Linked DNA regions of Mus musculus: region 2 is linked to region 1. A link is a contact called in public HiChIP or PLAC-seq data. All regions are on one chromosome and are shown on one strand. Each heading gives the region's core, a stretch centred on a gene start, on an enhancer-like site or on the middle of the called end of the contact. The rest is flanking DNA. Distances are from core to core; before and after follow the strand shown.

Region 1 (3,598 bases), core at 110-2,609:
ACTAAAGTCTGCCCTTCTCCAAGGGTCAGAATGTAAGCGCTGTTTTCTCTGAGATCAACGTTTGTTTTGCCCAAGCACAGATGGTGACTGAATAAAAGTCAATGAAAGGAGGAAAGGACCTGCCCAGAACCACAGGCACGAGTCACAACAGGCCCTGGAGAGAGCAGCCTATGACAGGAAGTGGCCTTCCAGCCCCCACCTCCACACTCAGCTCAGCCTTCTGCATGGAAGGAAAAATCACACCCAGGAAAGAGGCCCTTGCTTCCTTCTGTTTAAACTCTCAGCCGGGACTATTATTCTAAAGAAAGCACACTGCCCTTCAAGATTTCTCAGGTCTTGTTACCCTTGGGAACTAATGTAAGCGTTTTCTCTGCAAATGGGCCCTGGGAAATAGGAAGAGCAGAGAGCAGGTGGCAAAAACTTCTGTAAGCTTCAGAATCAACCCATGTGTCCCCTCTCACCAGATGTGCAGACAGCTGAGGGTAGCAAACAGGATACCCGCAATGAAGGCCAAGGGGATGGCCAGAAATACGGTCAGGAACTTGTACATCACATATTTGCTGATTTCAAAGAGAGCATGGCTGCAGATCCACACTTTGTCAAAGGAGTGTGTAGTCTCAGGCTCTGCAATCAGATCCTCGAAGCCTAGCTGCAGAGACAAGATGCAAGGACTCATGACGTCATCCAACCTGTCGGGGATAGGGTCGGGGTGGGGAGGGAACGAAGTTGGTGGGGGTGGGGGGTGTGGTGGCAGAAGCACTCTAAGAAGGGGAAGTCCGAAGGAAAGGCGACCTGGCTAGAGTATCTTCAGCTTTTCTTAGAGTGACACTGGGCACACAGGAGTTGGACACTGTGTGGCTGTTCAGGGAGCCTGAAGGCTGTGGGACCAGGGCAGAGTGCCAATGGAACCAGCATTAGCAATGGGACCAACCCCCACTGTTGGGGAGAAGGTCAAGAGTCATCCTCCTGCAGCATACAAGGGACCCTTAGCAGCCTCCAGCCTAGATGAGTGATAGCCCAGCCTGAAACTCACCTTGAGATGAGAGTTGAGCTGGTGAGGATCCCGGTCGTGACTCGAGTCAACATACTTCTCAGGATCTGCGTAGTCAACGCCACTGTGGTGGCTGTAGGCGTCATCGGCCATGAAGAGCTGCACATCGGCCTTCTCGGTCTCCAGCCCCATCGTGGCTGGCGTTGCAAGAGTGGCTCGGTCGTTCGGTCCCTAGGCAGCCCTGCCTCCCCTTCCCGTGGCGCTCAGCCCCGCCCCGCCTGGCTTCGCCCTGCCTAGCCTCGGGCTGCCCGGGCGGCGGCCGCTTCCCGCTGCCGGTTCCCGCTCCCAGCCTTGGCTGGCCGAACCCCGCCCCGCCCCGCCGGGCCTGCGGGGAGGGAGGGCACCTCTCCAGTTGTTTGCCAAAGCCCCAAGGAGCCCGGGGAACCGGCTCGATGAGTCATCTCCTGGCTTGGTGAAGCCGGGCAAAGCAGACCTCCCGGGCCACTTGGCTTGCAGTCCGAACAGGGATGCTTAAAGGCAGACAGATTGGTCAGGGAGGTGTGTGTACTGGAAGAAGGTCTGGAGGTGCTAGGGGGCAAGCATTAGGGAAGTCTACATGCATCTACTGGTTGGATTAGAGTTGTGGCACCTGCTCCTCAGAGCTATCCTGAGAGAATGAGATGTTAATTCCTAACTTTTACTTGGTCCCCAACTCACAGCAAGCATTGTAGCTGAATCGTGAGGCTAAGGCGTACCTTGTTGATAGATAATGGACTGCAGCAGCCCTTTCGTTTTGTTTTTGTTTCCCCAGAGTTGGTTATGTAAGTTGTTATAGGAGTTTGTTGCCATCATACCCCAAGGATAGGTCTGCTCTTCTGCCTCCAAACTACAACTAACTTTGGATTTTCCCTTAAATCAGGATTTTGTTCAAAGACTGCAGGAACTAATGCCGTGCAGACAGGTCTGTAATGCCATCGTAGGAGCAGCATAAACAAGCATATAACTACATCATGGTACATGGATAAGCCCGCTGACCATTCTCTCAAGAGCTTCAGTAGGGAGGAGTTGGCATAAAGAGTTTGCCATCTGGTAACCTAAAACTTTGCCTGCGCGAAATAGGAACTTGGTGAGTATAGATATGGAATGATGCTTTCAGTTTGCCCAGACCCCAAACTATAGTACCAAAGAATGGGCATTGCTCTGGACAGCCGGCTTTAGAGCCTGCTGCACAAATCAAATCCCTTGTAGGAAATGGATTTGAAGGTTTCTTTGGAAAAGGAAAGGCTATTTGGGGAGTAATACAAGTTACAAAACAACCAACTAAACAACCTGGGAACTGATCGGAGAACATATTTGGAAGGCAAAACTCTAAATGTCATAGTTGAATAGGGAGTGTATCTTCTTCCACTGCAGTGTGTGGGTCATCATGTCAGTAATGCAGAATGGCGCAGGGTTGAATCCCACGTCCTGGAGGCTTCTTCTCTCGCCCCCTCACCGAGTCCCGTTACTCAAGCTTCCCCCTCCCCCTGATTATACTTTTCCTTCCTGGTTTTATTTAAATCCTTTTTAATTCGAAGGGGTGGTATAGGCCTTACACTCACTGTTTTCTCAGCACTTCACCATCCTGCATTCATTCGGACTTTCTGAGAATCAGATAGGGTCTAGATGCTACGCCCGATGGCAGGAGTTTGAAGGGGAGGCCTTCATGTTGATTTCCAGGGTTTGGAAGAGACAGTTTAGATCCATTTAATCTTTTTGTAAAGCTTACATTTCCTCAAAGTTGTAAGGTCTTTCTCAAGAAGAAGAAAAAGCATGGCTGCAGTCAGGGTGGTGGCCAGACATCTAACCCTGGGGCTTCATCCCTTCCAAGTCTTCCAGATACCTTCACATTTCCATTGTCCTCCTTAGGACAATTGAAAGACCTATTGCAAATAACTGCTGAGTTTTCAAGCAGTGGAGACAGGCCATGGAGAGGTAAAACTGCCATGTCTTTTATTGGGCAGTTACAGTTAAAGATTCATTTGTAAAATTATAGGTATTTATAAAAGTTGTCTCTGAAGCCCATGATAAAAATAGAACCTGACTAGAGTTGGCGTATGCCATGAAGAATTCAATAGAGAAAGACTCACATACTGACTTACTGAATATATCCCTCTACCATGGGTTGGGACTTGATGACACTCTTATTTTTAATAACATGCTTGCCCGGTTCACTATTTTAATTCAAGTTTTTTTTTAAGCCTTTCTATAAAATGATTTTGTTTATCTTCTTAGAATATTCTTATACTATGGCAGCTACCATTATTTTGAAGGGGATTAAAACAGCATGATTCTACACAGCAAAGATGGTCTTATTCATGCTAAACTGATAGATTTTCTAAGAAAGAGAAAAATTAAAGAAGATGTTGCAGCCAAATGGCCGAGTCCACACTAGAACTTCCAGTGTGCGGGATTATCCTCCAATGAGCCTCAAAAGCAATTCAATTATAAGGAAGGAGACGTTAAATTTCATATAAAATCAATGCTGGTGCTGTCTTTTTCTAGCTATTATCATGTATCTTGCCTTCTAATAAGAGTTTTAGGTGTCATATTAAAATTATGGTGGAG
Region 2 (3,436 bases), core at 124-2,623, 310 kb before region 1:
TATTTAAAAATCCATAGGCTCACATAACCTTTTAATTGATAAAAATTATTATACCTGGGCTTTATTAGAAGGTGAAATGAAAATTCTCAATGAATTTCAGGTATGATATATGTAATTGCTTTCCCCACCAGTTATCCAGTTTTCCTTAAAATGTTTGTGTTGTATTTGAGACAGTCTATAGGTGACAGTTCACCTGTAGGTTTCGGAACACACTTTGAAATATGACACTCCGAAGCAGAAAGGAACCCTTGGCACTTGGTATCAAGGTGATAATCTTTGGCCTTCCTGTCTAAGATTTACAACTGTGACCTTAGACTCCATTTCTCCTGGAGTGTCGTCTTTTTAAGTTACCAGCATGAGTGCTGGTAGTCACAAGGTCAGTGTGAATTGCCTAATATAGAACCGTGCTTCCTAAGGGCTGGGCTGTATTAGGGACGTGGAAACAAAGTGAATTTTAATGTCTGTAGCAGGCAGAACTCTGATAAATGAGTTACCCTAGTAATGATACATTTCCATGGCAGGAGAGTTCAACCCCAGAGCCTAGCTGAGTCCATGCTAGTCATCTTTTACACACACACACACACACACAGAGAGAGAGAGAGAGAGAGAGAGAGAGAGAGAGAGAGAGAGAGAGAGAGAGAGAAGATAAACCAATTTTAATCGGGGAATTCATCAGAAACTACCTAGTTAAAGAGACGAAAAGAGTCAGAGTATAGCTAGTTCTACACTAGGGCTCCCCCCCCCATCATGATTAAAGGATGTTGGATGAGGGACGAGGCAAAACTGCAAGTGATAGCCTTCCATTTTGTCCACTCACCACCACCTAGAAAATGAATGGGACTATCATTTTTGCTACAGTTTCAAAATAAATATTTTGTTTGCCTAAAATCCACATTTGTATTTGGACAGCAGGCAATAAAAGCAGAGGGAGACGCTGTGTGTTGGCATGGCGTGAACACTAGGTGGCACTCTAGGGCTGCCTTTTCGGTATCTCCTGTATGTCCAAGTTCCTTCTATGCTAATTCTCCCCTTTAAAAAAGAGCAAACAAGCTGTTTAAACAAAGGGTCCCCATAGTTGCTGTTTGTATATTTATAGTCGTGTAATCAATATGTTGGAAGAGTAATTAATTTTTAACCTCCATCCACAGGGAGAGCAAATGTTAGTGGAGTTAATGGATGGAGCAGGCTTCATTATTCTAAAGTAACACTAATGATGAGGCCGGGGAGAAAGTCAAGGGTTGTAAACAACTGTGTCATCAAACACAATCATAAAGCAACGGCGCGACAGGAGCAGGGGCGCTGACCCCTTGTCTCCTTTGGTGCAAGCTGTGGTTTCTGCTTAAGTCAACCTGACCTTATGAAACAGCCTCCTACCGACCTTTCACCAATCCGCTTCCTTTCAATGCCATCATTATTTCACACAAGAGTTCTGGTTTCATTGCCCTTGTGCGTGAAAGCCTTTGAGTATGACAGTTTCCTAACACCACAGGAGGATATCAAAGCCCTCTAAGGTTTGGGTCTTTTCTATACTCCTGGAGCAACAGTAGAGTCCCGAGCCCCACTCAGGGGTTCCATGTGATCCTCCACCTGCAACACGTCGTGGGGTCTCCTGTTGGCAGTGTCCTGTCCTGTCAACAGAGCTAATAACTCAGAGCAACACAGCCACGAGCACAGAGTATTCTGTATGGACACATGACCATGGTGAGGATAGGCTGACATGGCCAGAGCTGGGCAGATGAGAGCCAAAAATTGCATAAAACTCATTTTCTTTTCTGATTATTACCCCCCTCCCCACCCCCAGTTCTGTCCTTAACTTTTCAAACCCACGTCCCCACACCATGAGAAAAAAACGAACGGTGAGACTATGCTGTGGGCAGAGAAGGCACACACGGGTCTGTACACTGAGGCACATTATAAAATCAAATTTCTATTTATCGCTGAGGTATTCTCATCCTCAAATTAATCTTATTTGCTTTGTAACCATTGCCATGCTTCTTTAACTGCACAATTCCCTTCATTGAGAAATGTTCCCCCCCCCCCCCCGCCGACTGTCCAATTAGGCTTAACAAAGAGAGGCATTTTCTTTTGTAAACTTTTCCTTAAACTGGTGCCCCTTACATTTACAACTCTTAAATTCCCCAATTTACATGCTGATTGCAATAATTTACTGCAGTCAAGATTTCTGTCATTATTCTCTCCTTCTCCTCTCCTCCCTTCTCTCCATTTCTCTTTCTCCTTTTGGGGAAAAAGGCAAAGTGTGGTGTAACTCAGGTGTACTGGCTAGTTTTGTGTCAACTTGACACAGCTGGAGTTATCACAGAGAAAGGAGCTTCAGTTGAGGAAATGCCTCCATGAGATCCAACTCTAAGGCATTTTCTCAATTAGTGATCAAGGGGGAAAGGCCCCTTGTGGGTGGGACCATCTCTGGGTTGGTAGTCTTGGGTTCTATAAGAGAGCAGGCTGAGCAAGCCAGGGGAGGCAAGCCAGTAAAGAACATCCCTCCATGGCTTCTGCATCAGCTCCTGCTTCCTGACCTGCTTGAGTTCCAGTCCTGACTTCCTTGGTGATAAACAGCAACATGGAGGTGTAAGTTGAATAAACCCTTTCCTCCCCAACTTGCTTCTTGGTCATGATGTTTGTGCAGGAATAGAAGCCCTGACTAAGACACCCAGGCTACCCTCTAGCTAGCTAGGTAGTCAAGGATGACATTGTACCCTGGTTCCTCCTGCTTCTAGCACGGAATTCTGGGGAATCTCTGTGTATAATCGCCACCATTTGTGTGATGTAGAAGATCAAACCTGGGCTTTCATGCACACTGGGCAAGCTGCCTGACACCTACATTATCATTAACCCTTGTTTTTCTTTTTTAGAAATGAAAGAGGACCTGCCGGCCTTTGTATTCCCTGCACTGTGTAACCGTAAGCCTGGAGGCACACAAATACGTTTGCAAATGTTAAATGTACCAACTTTGTACAGTCTGCAGCTTTATTAAGGGTCCTGGATGAATGATTGTGTCAGCGATCAGTAACTTTTTCTTTTGAAACAATCATTATCATTAAAGCAGGAAGATATTTTGATGGTATATTACAGGAAGAACACTGTTGATACTAGTCTGGCTCACACAATGTGAAAGACATTAATTGTATATTAACATTTTCTCCTTCCTCAACACAACCCTGGTTTTTATCCAGGTAGATTTGGGACAAGAAGAAAGGACTGCGCTTCTGACTTACCCCTAGTCCCTAGATGTAGACCCAAGACTATATTCTGGTCAAATAAGGTTTCAAGGCTCTTTAGGACGTTCTTGAACCATGCTGACCCAGTCTTTCCTCTTTGTTCCAGCAGCTCAGGAAGCCATCTGGACTATGAGATGACCTTGAGGATAGAAAACACATGTGGGGGTTTGCCTGTGATGGAAATAAAACCCCCAAAGCAG

Evidence for each region. HiChIP or PLAC-seq counts read pairs in DNA pulled down with a chosen protein or histone mark.
Region 2: an H3K27ac HiChIP or PLAC-seq map of microglia shows a contact between it and region 1, with 7 times the contacts expected there. The contact joins the enhancer-like site here to the promoter of Cav2 in region 1. A contact is called at or near these places in 18 of 39 promoter capture datasets (the 3T3-L1 cell line, 3T3-L1-derived adipocytes, cranial neural crest and 11 more), 5 of 115 datasets of contacts at active chromatin or transcription factors (bone marrow-derived macrophages, fibro-adipogenic progenitors, microglia and 1 more) and 2 of 9 other capture datasets (adipose tissue and macrophages).

Annotation. Positions count from the first base shown.
Region 1 is chr6:17,278,946-17,282,543 of GRCm38.p6, reverse strand. It overlaps Cav2 (caveolin 2), which reads right to left and starts at 1,359. Exons shown (of 3, transcript NM_016900.4): 1 at 1,034-1,359; 2 at 462-649. The coding sequence starts at 1,183.
Region 2 is chr6:17,587,383-17,590,818 of GRCm38.p6, reverse strand. No RefSeq gene overlaps it. Among named protein-coding and RNA genes, the nearest start is that of Gm52893, 47 kb to the right of the region's middle. Within about 2 kb of position 1,373, at least 25 of the 459 cell types and tissues checked have an H3K27ac peak or open chromatin away from gene starts, as enhancers often do. A contact at or near this core is called in adipose tissue, liver and microglia, where this site is marked.